5 separate regions of the Mus musculus genome follow, and regions 2, 3, 4 and 5 are each linked to region 1. A link is a contact called in public HiChIP or PLAC-seq and promoter capture Hi-C data. All regions are on one chromosome and are shown on one strand. The core of a region is the stretch at or near the end of the contact, and the rest is flanking DNA. Distances in the headings are between cores, read along the strand shown.

The links. Promoter capture Hi-C pulls out the DNA fragments that hold promoters and counts their contacts. HiChIP or PLAC-seq counts read pairs in DNA pulled down with a chosen protein or histone mark.
Region 2: a promoter capture Hi-C map of liver shows a contact between it and region 1, with 4 times the contacts expected there. The contact joins the promoter of Mcl1 here to the promoter of Rbm8a in region 1. A contact is called at or near these places in 2 of 39 promoter capture datasets (both in liver) and 1 of 115 datasets of contacts at active chromatin or transcription factors (pancreatic cancer cells).
Region 3: a contact with region 1 is called in a FOXA1 HiChIP or PLAC-seq map of pancreatic cancer cells. The contact joins the promoter of Car14 here to the promoter of Rbm8a in region 1. A contact is called at or near these places in 1 of 39 promoter capture datasets (pre-B cells), 1 of 115 datasets of contacts at active chromatin or transcription factors (pancreatic cancer cells) and 1 of 9 other capture datasets (pancreatic islet).
Region 4: a promoter capture Hi-C map of liver shows a contact between it and region 1, with 7 times the contacts expected there. The contact joins the promoter of Anp32e here to the promoter of Rbm8a in region 1. A contact is called at or near these places in 2 of 39 promoter capture datasets (both in liver) and 1 of 115 datasets of contacts at active chromatin or transcription factors (neural tube).
Region 5: a contact with region 1 is called in a promoter capture Hi-C map of pre-B cells, with 6 times the contacts expected there. The contact joins the promoter of Otud7b here to the promoter of Rbm8a in region 1. A contact is called at or near these places in 1 of 39 promoter capture datasets (pre-B cells), 1 of 484 Hi-C or Micro-C datasets (B cells), 2 of 115 datasets of contacts at active chromatin or transcription factors (memory CD8 T cells and pancreatic cancer cells) and 1 of 9 other capture datasets (pancreatic islet).

What each region holds. Positions count from the first base shown.
Region 1 is chr3:96,628,557-96,631,335 of GRCm38.p6, forward strand. Rbm8a (RNA binding motif protein 8a) reads left to right here and starts at 1,372. Exons shown (of 6, transcript NM_001102407.1): 1 at 1,372-1,472; 2 at 1,746-1,805; 3 at 1,921-1,998; 4 at 2,310-2,446. The coding sequence starts at 1,406. It also overlaps the pseudogene 6330549D23Rik.
Region 2 is chr3:95,657,341-95,660,119 of GRCm38.p6, forward strand. It overlaps Mcl1 (myeloid cell leukemia sequence 1), which reads left to right and starts at 1,381. Exons shown (of 3, transcript NM_008562.3): 1 at 1,381-2,147; 2 at 2,421-2,668. The coding sequence starts at 1,517.
Region 3 is chr3:95,903,296-95,906,074 of GRCm38.p6, forward strand. Car14 (carbonic anhydrase 14) reads right to left here and starts at 1,390. Exons shown (of 11, transcript NM_011797.3): 1 at 1,025-1,390. The coding sequence starts at 1,079.
Region 4 is chr3:95,927,910-95,930,688 of GRCm38.p6, forward strand. It overlaps Anp32e (acidic (leucine-rich) nuclear phosphoprotein 32 family, member E), which reads left to right and starts at 1,348. Exons shown (of 7, transcript NM_023210.4): 1 at 1,348-1,741. The coding sequence starts at 1,688. It overlaps Gm46815 (a long non-coding RNA gene), which reads right to left and starts at 1,116. Exons shown (of 3, transcript XR_001783926.1): 1 at 831-1,116.
Region 5 is chr3:96,103,077-96,105,855 of GRCm38.p6, forward strand. It overlaps Otud7b (OTU domain containing 7B), which reads left to right and starts at 1,451. Exons shown (of 12, transcript NM_001025614.1): 1 at 1,451-1,743. It overlaps Gm30044 (a long non-coding RNA gene), which reads right to left and starts at 1,280. Exons shown (of 2, transcript XR_375856.2): 1 at 1,112-1,280.

The DNA of each region.
Region 1 (2,779 bases), core at 122-2,621:
TAATGTGTCTGAAGACAGCTACAGTGTACTCAAATAAATAAAAAATAAACAAACAAAAAAAACCACCTGAGCGGGGAAGTGGTGGCACATGCCTTTAATCCCAGCACTTGGGAGGCAGAGACAGGCGGATTTCTGAGATCGAGGACAGCCTCGAAATACAGAGTGAGTTCCAGGACACCCAGAGCTACACAGAGAAACCCTGTATTGAAAAGAAAAAAAACAAAAACAAAAACACCTGAGATGGTTCTTCTCAGTTGTCAGGCTTACTCTCTCTGGAATGAACTACAAATCCAGAAATGAGGGGCACACCTGTGATTTTCTGTTTGGTGGAGTGGGTAGATCCACTTCTAGTCCAGACTTTAGGTAGGAAAGAACACCTCTGAGCTACATCTAGAGGCAGGAAGACACAGGCTTTTCTTTAATCTTTTGTTTGTTTGTTTTGTTTTTGTTTTTGGAGACAGGGTTTCTCTGTGTAGCCCTGGCTGTCCTGGAACTCACTCTGTAGACCAGGCTGACCTCGAACTCAGAAAGCTGCCTGCCTCTGCCTCCCAAGTGCTGGGATTAAAGCGGGCAGGCACACCTTTAACCTGGGCCACACCTTTTGCTGAAGCCTATATAAAAACATGGATGAAGGAAACTTTTGCACTTTGCCTTGCTCATAAGTCCGTTTCTTCACCGGCACTGGAGCCTACTTTTTCTGGATTCTAGACCAGCTGAGACATCCAGCCTTGTGGAACTAAGCAAATACTAGATTCTTCGACTTTCTGGACACATCTAGTTATTCTCCAATTAGCTGGACTGCAGCCCGTAAGTCATTTCAATAAACCCATATATGTAGATATGTATCAAAGGATTTCTTGCTAGTTGAAAGTTTTATGAGAAAGTCACTGACTTCACTCACCCTTTAAATTTGCCCCAACGCGGCTGCGCTCCGGACCTTCAATCTACCTGATCAACTTGGCTGTAGAACTTCCGAAACCACTTTATTTTACTTTTTATGTTTTTGAGAAAGGGTCTCATTCTGTAGCCTTGGAGCCCGGCGTGGTAGCACAGGCTTTTAATCCCAGCAGCATGTGGAAGGGGAATATAGTTGGATATCTGTAACTTCGAGCCCAGCTAGGGCTATATAGAGAGACCCTGCCTCAAAAGAAAAGAAAACAAAACACAATCACAAACCATGTAGCCTACGGCCTCATACTCGCAGAGCTCCATCGGGGTCCCAGAGTGCTGGACGTTTCTAGCGCTTCATAGTGGGGCCGCCTACATTGGCGAATTTTCACCGCGCCGAGGGCGGGACTTGGAGGCAACCTTTAATTGGTCAGCCTAACTCGTGACGTTTTTCTTCTGCGACAGCTTCCCGAGGTGCTTAGCTTCTAGAGACTCAGAAAGCGCCGAGAGAAGCAAGATGGCGGACGTGCTGGATCTTCACGAGGCGGGGGGCGAAGATTTCGCCATGGATGAGGATGGGGACGGTGAGGAGAGTGGAGGCGACTGCGGGAAGAGGGGAAGGTGCGAGAGGGGAATGCAGTAGAAATTTTCCTGGGACGTCACCCCACGAACTGGGTCTGAAAAGATAGACTCCTCCCCCTTGGGAAAGGAATTAGGGGCGGAACTGGGAAGGGACTGAAGCTGGAGTCTGTGTCGAAGCTTCCAGATAGTCTAGGAAACGCGACAGGTTTTTTTTGTTTTTTTTTTCAAATGACTCTTATTTTTGTTGCTTCTTATTTTCTCACCTGGAACTCTAGAAAGCATCCACAAACTAAAAGAAAAAGCAAAGAAACGGAAGGGCCGCGGCTTTGGCTCCGGTGAGTGTGGGGAATAGGGTAGAGTGGTCTAAGAGGCAGAAGCCCGCGAATTTGGGAGTGTGAGGGGGACACATTTGGAGGACAGTTTTCGGTGATCTGGTATGAATTCTTTTAGAAGAGGGGTCCCGAGCGCGGATGCGGGAGGATTACGACAGTGTGGAGCAGGACGGCGATGAACCTGGACCACAGCGCTGTAAGTAAATAGGACCTATGGGGAGTCTGTGTGCACTGGCACTCAAATGCAAAGTAAAGAGTTGTTTAACCAGTCTCAGAAAATTGCTTATTGTAGGTTCTTTTCAGAATTTTTCTTTTTTAGTTTGTTTGGTTTTGGGTTTTTTTGTTGTTGTTGTTTTGGATACAGGGTTTCTCTGTTAAGCCCTGGCTGTCCTGAAACTCTTTTTGTAGACCAGGTTGGCCTCAAACTCACAAATCTGCCTGCCTCTGCCTCCTGAATACTGGGCTTTTTAGCTTACATGTTCATACAACACTTTCCCTACCCAACAGCTGTTGAAGGTTGGATTCTCTTTGTCACTGGAGTCCACGAAGAAGCCACTGAAGAAGATATCCATGACAAATTCGCTGAATATGGGGAAATAAAAAATATTCACCTTAATTTGGACAGGCGCACGGGATACTTGAAGGTAGATTTTCTTGCTTCCCTCACTTACAACTCTTAGATACATTGATTATGTTGTTTTTGTGAGTTGATCAAGCACAGGTAGGAAGTGAAATGACATTGGAAATTGATTTTGTTACCCACATGAAAGAGACAGAAACAGAATGAGCATGTTTGTGTATATAATGGGGATATGTGGTGTATAGCTGCGAAATTTTTCTTGTAACTATGCATTTCTGGTTTAAGGAAAAGAGTACTTGGTTGGTGAAGTAAAATTCTGATACTTTTTGTTGTTTGTTTGTTTGTCTTGAGACAGGGTTTCTCTGTATAACAGAGCCCTAGCTGTCCTGGGCTCACT
Region 2 (2,779 bases), core at 131-2,630, 970 kb before region 1:
ATCAGGACAGGAACTCAAACGGGGCAGGAACCTAGAGGCAGAGGCCATGGGCAGGAGCTGCTAACTGGCTTGTTTCCCATGGCTTGCTCAGCCTGTTTTCTTACAGAACCCAGGACCGCCAGTCCATGGAATTCCAGCTTGTGTCAAGTTGATATTAAGTCTAACCAGTCCACCAAAGATCTTCACCGTTTTATATGGTGCTGGGGATCAACCCAGGACTTCTACAAGGGTAGGCAAATTCTCTACCAACTGAGTTACTCCCGTAACCATCCTTTGTTCATTTTAGACAGCAGGCTCATCATGTAGCCAAAAATGAGTTTTAAATTGAGTCTCTTGCCTCTGCCTCCCCAGGCCTGGGCAAGCTCTTCTGCCAATTGAGCTATAGGCCTAGCCACCATAAATGGCTCATATTTTAGACTTTTACTGTTTGGGGATAGGGTAGGGAGCTAGGCTCTTCTGGCAGCCAGAGGTCAACTCTGGAAAGTGGTCTCACTCCTTCATTGTTAGGTGGGTTCTGTGTATTGAACTCAGGTCTTTAGGGCTGGGTTTCAGGAGCCTTTCACCAGTTGAATCTTTCACAGGCTCCACATAAATAACCCCTTAATAGCTGTCCATGAAAAGTCATTTTGGCCAGGCAGTGTGGGGCACGCCTTTAATTCCAGCACTCGGGAGGCAGAGGCAGGAGGATTTCTGAGTTTGAGGCCAGCCTGATCTACAGAGTGAGTTCCAGTGCAGCCAGGGCTACACAGAGAAACCCTGTCTCGAAAAACAAAAAAACAAAAACAAAAAACAAAAAACAAAAAAAACCGGAACGGAAAGTCATTTTGGAACACAGGGAGTGAGGGCTCACAGTAGAAAAATGACAGAGCAGGACTCCCCCTAACTTTTAAGCAAATCAATGGTTAATATTCCTTTGTGTATGAGACTGGAGATGCCCTCCCTGGTTTGCTCTTCCAGGGTTTAACTCCCAGCACCCACCTGGAGGCAGGCACACAACCACAAATACACACAAACAAAAAAGTGTTTAAGACTGGTATGTTATAAAAACACAGCAGGTAGTGCAACGAGAAAGGCTAAGGCAGGACTGCCTAACGTTAGGACCAGCCTGGGCTATGCAGAGTTCCAGGGCAGCTTGAAATTCAAAAACCGACACAGATCAGCAGGCGTTCCCGAGCAGGAACCATTCCCCGGGAAGCCAAGCACTTGGCCAGCCGGGCTGAGAGTTGTACCGGACAAAAAAGCACAATCCGTCCGCGAGCCAAGGCCAGGTACCGCGCTCCGCCAACCGTAGCCGCGGAAGCCGCGAGAGCGCTCCGGCCGGAAGAGGCGCGGAGTGGCCGGGCCAGCCCTCCGGAAACGCCCGCCCCTTTCCCCTTTTACGGGAAGTCCTCGCCTGCGTCAGCACGGCCCTAAGGCGGCGGCAGGGAACGGCCTTCCTCACTCCTGACTTCCGCCTGCCTCCGGTCTGGAGTCGCGGCCTTCCCCGCTCCTTCCCCTCAGCCTGCGGCGTCCGACCATGTTTGGCCTGCGGAGAAACGCGGTCATCGGCTTGAACCTGTACTGCGGCGGCGCCAGCCTCGGCGCGGGCGGCGGTTCTCCGGCAGGGGCGCGCCTGGTGGCCGAGGAGGCCAAGGCGCGGCGCGAGGGGGGAGGGGAGGCCGCCCTGCTGCCCGGCGCGCGGGTGGTCGCCCGGCCGCCGCCCGTGGGCGCCGAGGACCCCGACGTCACCGCGTCGGCCGAAAGGCGGCTGCATAAGTCGCCCGGCCTCCTCGCCGTGCCGCCCGAGGAGATGGCCGCGTCGGCCGCCGCCGCCATCGTGTCTCCGGAGGAGGAACTGGACGGCTGCGAGCCGGAGGCCATCGGCAAGCGCCCGGCCGTGCTGCCCCTCCTGGAGCGCGTGAGCGAGGCGGCCAAGAGCTCCGGGGCCGACGGCTCTCTGCCCTCCACGCCGCCGCCGCCCGAGGAGGAAGAGGACGACCTATACCGCCAGTCGCTGGAGATCATCTCGCGCTACTTGCGGGAGCAGGCGACCGGCTCCAAGGACTCGAAGCCTCTGGGCGAGGCGGGCGCGGCGGGCCGGAGAGCGCTGGAGACCCTGCGGCGCGTGGGCGACGGCGTGCAGCGCAACCACGAGACGGCCTTCCAGGGTAAGCGGCGCCCGGGCCGGGCCGGGCCGTGCGGGAAGAGGGAAGAGCCGGAGCCTGGCTCTGCAACCAGAATTTTCTGGCTGTGAGTCATTGTTTCCGCCCATCTGGCTGTTGGGTTCAAAGACCGGAAAGGGTGGGATGTCACTGTCGGCGTGGGGTCTGCCTGACTGCTCTAGAGCCGGGAGAGCACGGTCCCCTCGTCGTGGGTGGGCAGAAGGGTAGTGCCCCGCTGCAGACAAAGGAGGCCATGAGGTTTCTTGCTTTTCTTCTCAGGCATGCTCCGGAAACTGGACATTAAAAACGAAGGCGATGTTAAATCTTTTTCTCGAGTAATGGTCCATGTTTTCAAAGATGGCGTAACAAACTGGGGCAGGATTGTGACTCTTATTTCTTTCGGTGCCTTTGTGGCCAAACACTTAAAGAGCGTAAACCAAGAAAGCTTCATCGAACCATTAGCAGAAACTATCACAGATGTTCTTGTAAGGACGAAACGGGACTGGCTTGTCAAACAAAGAGGCTGGGTAAGTTCGTCTTGTGATATAAAGGGACCGTGGAGTGGAAATGGGGTGCAGGATTTTGTGAAGGAGAAGGCACCTAGAGGGTTTTTACAAAGTTTCTCTCCGGTTTCAGAT
Region 3 (2,779 bases), core at 140-2,639, 730 kb before region 1:
ATCTCTTTAGGATACTCCAACAACTAGAGTTCTCTGGCTGTTGTGAAGGTGCCCTGCCCTTCCTGTGAAATGCTCTGAGCTGATTCTAATGCCTCTTTTTTCCTCTTTCCAAATTGTTTCTTCTCAGAAGAGATTTGTGACTCCTCATTTTCTTTTGGATCCCTTGGTCCCATCTTCCTCTCGCTTTCTAGATAATCCCCCCCCCCACCTCGTCCTTCCAATAAACTTTAATCCCTCACCTACTATGTGCTGGATACAGAATGGGGCCTGAGAAGCACAAAAACAGGGTGTAGAAACCAGGCATGGGGAGGCAGAGCCAAGCAGGTCTAACCTCAGCTACAGAGTGAGTTTGAGATAGGTCTGGCCACGTGAAACCTTGTCTCAAAAAAAAAAGTAAATAAAAATAAGCAATAACAACAAAAAAAGTTGTGGGAATCCTTCAGGCGTTCCAGAAACAACTTAGCTTGTTTTCTCCAACGTCTCCCCACCTCTCTCCTAATCCTGAAAGCCCTTTGTACACTATAAAGAGCTGAGCAAACGTTTAGTCGTGTTCCTTTCAGGGAAATGGACCAGCTGCCCCTGCCCCTTGGCAGGTAATGGAGTTATCCTTTGATCAGCAGAGGGTCGGGGTCTGAGTCGGGCAGGACTGCAGCACGTGTCCCTTCTCACCCCTGCTCTCCCTAACCAGCAGAGTGCGTAAACAAAGACGGGCAGGAGGGCTGCCCGGGACTAGGGCAGTGGGGAAAGAGTGGACTGGAGAACTGTAGCTGGCCGAGTGTCCTACACTCCTGAGCATTCACACACTGGCCTCTGGCTAGCTCTCCCTGTCGCAGAGATAGCAGTAATCGCTGGGTTAGAGAGGAAAAGGAAAAGAATGGAAGGATCTCCTCCATAGTCTTTCTCCCACCCCATGCCTCCCCCCCCTACCCCCCAGCCCCTAGGCTTCCCTTTCTGAAACCTCTCCTCCCCCACATAAGTACACATGGCTACGGGTGGACATTAGCACAGACCCAGTTGTACCTACCCCCATCTGCAGCCAGGATCCAAGTCACCTTTAACAGGAGAGCGAAGAACAACATATTATCCCCACAATGGGGTACAAGGGACCAGGAATTTGGGGTTTAGAAGAGAGAGGTGGAGAGGGAGGGAGAGAGAGGAGTTTCTGGCGTTCTATCTCTTTTCTTCTTGTCTCTGTCTCTGCAGACTTCCAGGGACTTGATTTTCCACAGGTTAACACGAACTTCTGGATCCCAGGATAAATTTCTTCCTCTCTCACTTTCTCTCTCTTCCTCTCTCTGCCCTCTCCGTATGTCCCTTCGTAATCTCCACACCACTTACTGGCCAGCAACTTCACAGTTGCCTCCCGCTTTTAAGGTGGCTCGAAACCGGTGTACGTGAGGAGGGGGGTGGTGCCTGGGCTGCAGCCGAGCAGCTCCTTAAATAGCGGATTAGGCATGCAGGATGGCCCAGCAGAGCCCAGCGCCCTGGCCTTGGCTCAGGACCCTGGAGTGAGCTCTTCCTTTGCTATTTACACTGCCGCTCGTACGGGTGTCCCCTGGAACTCTCGGTCAGGGAAGGGGGGTTTCGCACCTCTCCCTCCCAGGACACCGTGTTCTCATTCCCCTGCCTGAGGAGCACATCCCTGGGTGGTATGGGACTGCTGGTGGGGAACCTGTTTCTGAAACCAAGAGAAGTTGAGCTGGTTGGAACCAGAAAGAATTCAGATTCGGGAGATAGGAGAACAGAAGTTGGAGGCTCAGGGAGCAGGTGGGGAGTGGAAAGTCAAACTTTAAAATCTGGATTGTGGAGAGCAAGAAGTGGGGCGAGGAGAATATTTGTCTTCTGCCTCGTCTTTCTCTGGCGCCTGTCACCACCCCCTTCCCTTGGTGAGGCTTAGGTCCACGTGCCTGTGTAGCCTGGGGTGGGGGTGCGGTTTTGTTTGCCGGATAAAGCCCATTTGTGTGCACAGCGGGGGAGGGGTTGTCGCAGCACCAGGGAGAGACAGCATTCTAACTACCAGATCCAGCCACCTCCCTCCCCAGGGAGCCCAGATCTAGGGCGCCTTTTGTCACTGAAGAGGACACTGACCCCTAGCAGAGAGGCCGGGCAGGAGGAGTGATGGGTGACTGTAGAAACAATTACTGTCACCATGAGAAAAAGGCGGACTCCAAAGAAAGAGAGGGGAGGGGCCATAGAAAGGCCATGTGACCAGGTGGGTGAGGGGTCCAGGGGCTTCCCGCCCACCCAACAAAGGGTCCAGGCAGGTCCTGTGGGATCAAGTGAAACTTGCTGTGGTGGAACTGAGTTTGCTAGTGGAGCATGGAGGCTGCGTGGCGTCTCAGGAATGTGGCTGGTGTGCGCTCCCCCACGGGACTAGAAATCCCGATCGGAATGTACATCCTAAGTCCCTCATTAGTGAGTGTGAAGACCACAGATAATTTCAAGCTAGATGGTGAAATCTCTCCTCCATAACCTCTGTGAGGTCTTTCTGCCCTCCTTACTCCTATCAAGTAGCAATAAATAGCCAAAACAAAGGAGCAGAAGCCAAACAAGGGCACGGGATAAAAGCCAAATGAACAGAATAATGCATGTGCCAGGTCATCACTCCTGCGGAGACAGGAGCTCAGAGTGCTTTTCTGTCCCACGACTGAGCTTCAGAGTAAGGACTTTTTAAAAATATATATATATATTTAAAATACACACACACACACACACACACACACACACACACACACACAACGTTTTATCGCTTTGCGAATACTTCATCCCCTAAAAAAAA
Region 4 (2,779 bases), core at 98-2,597, 700 kb before region 1:
GAGAAAAAGGAATCTAAAAGAAATAATTACATAGTTTCTGTTGTTATTGTTATTTTGTGACAGAGGCTGGCCTTGGATTTACTTAGTAGATGACTGTGGATCTGCCCCTCTCTCCCTTCTGAGGGCTATGATTAAAGGAATGTTGGATCTTTCAGGAACATTAAACAGAAAAAAAAAGTTTTGGTTTTGTTTTTAATTTACTTATTTTGTTTTTGCATATCCGTGTGTTTTGCCTGCACGTACGCACACACAATGCATCTGTGCCTGTGGCCTGTGGAGTCCGGAGGATGCCTCTGAATTTCCTGGCATTGTAGTTATGGGTGATTATGAGCCACTATATGGGTGCTAGAAATCGAACCAGGGTGGAACCTCTGCTAGAGGTCATTGCCTCTCCATCCCCTCACACTTAAAAGAACATTTTAAGTAGATTCCTGTAGGAAAGGAGAGGCCTTGCTGGACAGTTTCTGATAATTGTGTTTCTTTAGGCCTGTGTTATTTTTCCTCTAAGGTGTCAATTTTGTTTGTTTGTTTTTCTGTCTTTTGGAAACAGTCTCTCCCCACCCCACCCCCCTTTCTGTGTAATCCTGGAACTCGCTCTGTAGACCAGGTTGGCCTCGAATTCAGAGATCTGCCTGACTCTGCCTTCCAGTGCTGGGATTAAAGGCGTGTGCCACCGCGGCTGGCTCTAATATTCCAACTTTTTAGCAGTGACAAATGACCTCAGTATCAACTCCTCCTGGACAGTTTTATTTAAAGGCTTCTGACTCAACGTGCTAAACTCAACTCTGCTTTCAGAGCCGTTCCCCCCTTTATGTTGGAAGTTAAAATACCTTCTTTATCACGCTCTGGTTCTACAAGCAGTTCGGGACGGGGAGGTGTCACCAACACGCTGTTCGCGCTCGCGCCCCTGCTTACACTTTAGCCGCAGAGCAGAAGGCTTGTGCTTTAAGACCACCGAAAGCTCTGGGTGCAGTGTGTTGCATGACCCACTTACAACTTGGGGATGCCAACGACGCCTTTTCCCTTCCTTTTAACCCTGAAGCCAGAAAAACCCCAAACAAACAAAAACAAACCCAACAGACACCCAAACCGTCCTACTACCAAGGGGAAAGCGCGCCAATCACACAAAGAAAAGGAGGGGGGCGACTGGGATTCAAAATCATTTCTCCGGGACGTACATCCTCCCGAACCTATCGGAATTAACTGCGCGCCTAGTCAGAGCCAATAGACACTGAGTTTCTGGTCCAGGTCCCCCCTAAAGACAAATGGACAACCCTCTAGCCCAATGGAGTCGTGTGACGCTAAGGACTCGACCAATCCCGTTGGGAGGTGGGTGGAGTGTAGGCTAGGGGGGGTTGGCGGTGCCGTGTCATGGAGGCTCAGTCTCGCAGCAGCCATTGAAGGGGAAGGAACTGCGGGCGCGCGCGTGTCTCTCTCCCTCACTCTCTCTGTGTGAAAGTGTGTGCGTGCCCGAGTGTGCGCGCGCGGGTGTGTGGACTCGGAGGTGGGGGCAGCCGAGTTAGTCCCAAGTCGTCGGACTCCATTTGCTATTCTTTTCTTTCTCTCCCACACCCGTGTGGTAGTGGGCGTTCGTCTTTGCGTCTCTTTTCATTCATCTCCAGACCTTTAGAGGTTTTTTTAGGGTTGGGGATAGTGGGGAGGGCAGGCGAGGGGAAAGGAGGAGGACATGGAGATGAAGAAGAAGATTAACATGGAGTTGAAGAACAGAGCCCCGGAGGAGGTGAGATGACTCAGCCCCCATAGTCCCCTCCCGCCCTGGATCGTGAGGGGTGGGCTTCGGGGGTCCGGGTGGGTGCGCAGGGCGGGCTGGGAAGCGCGCCCCCACTTGGGGTGGAGGCGGGGTGTTTATTTTAAGTTTTAAATCACCAGGCTCTTGTGCTTAAAATGGCGAAGGGCTTAAGTTTCTAGGGGCATTTTCGTGAGCGCGCGGGGGCTCAGCCCCATGGCGTCCTCGCAGACTGGTGGCCCGGCATCGCGGGCGCGGGCGGCGTGGGCGCGACCCCCGGGTCCTCGCCACCTGCGAAGTTGGTGTAACTTTCCCGCGGCGCCGCCACTCGGCCGGCCGCGGCCCCGGGTGTGGGACTCGCGCCGATCTGTGCCCCACGCTCCCTCCGACCGTGCCCGCTCGCGGGCAGCACGCGCCGCGGCCGGGGCCGCAGCGGAATCCCGGGACCCGACGGCGCGGGCCGCGATCCGCGTGGCGCGCGGACTTTTACGCAAGCTGGAGGCTTGTGCGAGCCTCGCTGCGCTCAGTGCGGTCGTAGGGAAGAGTCCCGAGTCTTGAAGGGGGCCCGGGAGGCGTCGCCCCGACTCCCCGCCGTCGGATTCCCTAGCGGTTTACGCCAGGTCCGCGGGTCTGGAGATTGGCCGCGGCGGGCGGGGACCAGGCTCGCTGATTCGCGGCCGCGGCGTGAAATCGAGGGACAAGGGGTCCGCGCCGCCGTGGTCCCTTGACGCCCGCTCAAAGGCGGGCATCTGCCGGGCCTCCACAGTTATCATGCAGAGCCAACGGTCCCTGAGCCCTGCTGATTTTCGTGGTTCCTTTGCGGGTTTTGGTGACTGGAGGCGAGAGAGAGGTGGTGGAAACATTGTTGCTGTGAGGGTTATCTCTGGGAGCAATGGAAGTTTTCTAGAGCTTCTTAGAAGATTCTAGAAAAACTCAAAAGTTGAAAGCTGTCAGCAGGACGTGGTGAGTGATATCTGTAATTCTGTATATCTGTAAATCTGTACTTCTCATATCAAGAAATTCCCAGCCCTT
Region 5 (2,779 bases), core at 201-2,700, 530 kb before region 1:
ATAGTTAATCGATGAGTGTGAAAGCAGCTCTCAGTTTTGCAGAGTTCTGCCTTCCCACATCAGACTTAGCCAGCAGGGGCTAGTATGATCTACGGAATTCAGTGAGACCAAATCCTACCCTCTTCTCAAATTTGTCACAAAATAGTAGTTGCAATCGGTACTCCCTGGATCTTCTAAGCTCTGGCTTGCTAAGTTGCATTGTAAGTTGTGGTATCTTCCAAAGGCACCAGCTACTTTGCTTGGCTGAGACATGTATACGTGGCCTTAGGTTCAGCCCTAAACTTTCAACTCTAAACTTAAGGGTATTTTTCCAGTGGGTTTCCTGTTTCAGGTGTCAGTTCCTAGTCTGGATAATTCTGTGCTCTATCCTTCCCCATTAGAAACCAAAATTCTCAGCGAATACTGAGGAAAATGAAGAGCCAACTGCATTATGCTTTTACATAAACCCAGTGAACATAATTTTGATAATAAACACTGCCTTGAATGTGTGGATTCTAGAGATCTGAGTTAAATTTTAGGATTCATTTGGTTAGAGTATAGCATAAGCTGGGCCCATTTTTGTGTTTTCAATAAAGTAGTTCTTCTGGAAGCAGTCCATATTCCTTTACAAACATGAAAGGCTGAGATGGCTTGTTTGTGTGCTCCTAGGCACAGCTCATTGTAACCTCCGTGACATATATGTTTGTTTTGCTTTATATAAAATATTTCAGTGAATTCTATTAATACTAAATTGTTAGATTGCTGATGCTTGGGATTTATGTCTTGTTGCGTTTTCTATTTCCAGTCTTCCAGAATACAGTGCTTTTACAACAGTAGGGCTTCAATAAGTAAAGGCATTGAGTTATGCTGTAATGTTGTAAAAACACATTGACAATGTGTTTTTACAACATTAACTAAAAAACTGACTGTGGCAGGGATGTTACTAAGGGAGTATTGTTATGCAAGTGAATATAGCAAAGGGTACGTTCACGTCAAGAGTGAAGGAACAAGGGGAATGCATAGCTGGGTGGGGCTGGTTTGTAAGAAGCGATGTTCAATTCAGTCTGGTTGGTCCAGGATTGCGTGGAGTAACTAGAATTTCAACCTTCTCAAGTATTTTTATCCTTCTCACCTTTCGAAAGCTACTCCGCCAGTCTCCATTTCTTCCCTTAGGGCTGGCGCCAACTGATGCGACCCCAAAGTCTTAACAGTCCATGCCGAGCTCCCAGCTCCCGCTCAAAAGTGCCTCCGCCCGGGGGCTCGGGGACGCGAGCCAAAAACGCGCGGGGTCACGCGCCGGGCAAGCGCCAAACCGGCCACAGCCCCAAAGCGGTCCCGAGGGCGGGGCTGCTGCGGGGAGGGGCGGGGCGGGACGGGGCGGGGCCGGCCGCGCCGGGCGGGAGGAGGCCCGGGGGCGGCTAGGGTGTCACCGCCAACCCGCTCCGGCCGGAAACGGGCGCTTGTTTCCGGCCGGACGGCCGAAAGCCACCGATCCTGAACCAGCCGCTGGAGTCGGAGTGGCGACCCGGTGTGGAGGAGCCGGCGGAAAGCCATTGGGAAGAGGCCAGCTCCGGTCAGTCCCGGCTTGGCTCCAGCTCTATCTCCTGTGGAGAGCAACAGCCGCGGTCGCAGTGTCCGCCTCCGCCTCCATCGTCGTCGGGGGAGGGGCCGCTTGGACCCCGGGGTCACTGCCGAGGAATGAGGCGAGGCGGCCGGGCCCCGCGCTCCGCCCCGGCCTAGAGCCTTGCCCCGAGAGTCGCGAGGGTAACGGAGACCCCAGCCCTGACACCCTCCCCATCTCCTCCCCGCTCCTCCCGCCTCTCCAGCGCCCCAACTCTGCGTCGTCGAGCTCCACTGCTCACTCTCTCTGACGAGACTTCACCTGAAGCCATCTCCCCCTGAGCACCCGCTCTCTGCTTGGTCCCCACCTTCCTCCTTCACGCCAATCTTTCACCTGCGTCCTGCGCTCTCAGCCCTGGCCGGCGGTTCCTGTCCCTTCCCCAGCTGTGCTGGGCAGTTTGGATAGTCCCCTCTTGTCAGCTAGACTTTGGGAGACGGATGGCGGAGTTTTAGGGTGGTCTAGATGCAGCCCCCCCCCCCCAAGTAGGATAAAGTTCTTTTAAAGTCACTATAAAAGTAAAAAAGAAAAGCCAAGTTTGTTCTTAACGATAGCCAAACTGAGGTGCGTCCAGTAATGGAGGAAGGGGGGTAGGGAGGGAGGAGAGAGAGAGGGAGAGGGGAGAGAGGAGAGAGGAGAGAGAGACTGTGGTGAGTGTAGGTGTAGAAATTCTAGGGCAGGCTTATGGACTTCAGAAAAAAAAAGTTTCTGTGCGCTGATGGAAACTTTAGAAGCTGATGATGAGTAAGCTGGGGGCTGTGTGATCGCACTCTTCTCATAATTACTAGGTTAACGGTGTGGCTCCTGTTGAGATGGAATGGGATTTGTTTACTGGGCCGGCGTATTTTTAGCCTGTCGGCTCACAAGGACCAGCCCTCAGAGTCTGTCTCTCTTCTCTGGTGATAGAGTGTCAGTCTAACATAGGTGTCTTTTCTGGGCACAAGACACATGTAAAAATGGGGAAGTTGAGAGAAGCGAACTGGTGAGATTTGATCTAAGAGGTTATTCCCCCTCCCCCAAATTTTTTTTTCCCCTTAGGGAATTTTCATGACTGCAAAGCCAATCGCTAACCCGCTTTGACTTTGGCTTTCTTTATCTTTTTGTGAATACTACATAGGGTGTTTTATTTAGAAGCTGGTAATTTGTGGGTCTTTGGCTTTTCCTACAATATACTTAGGTCTT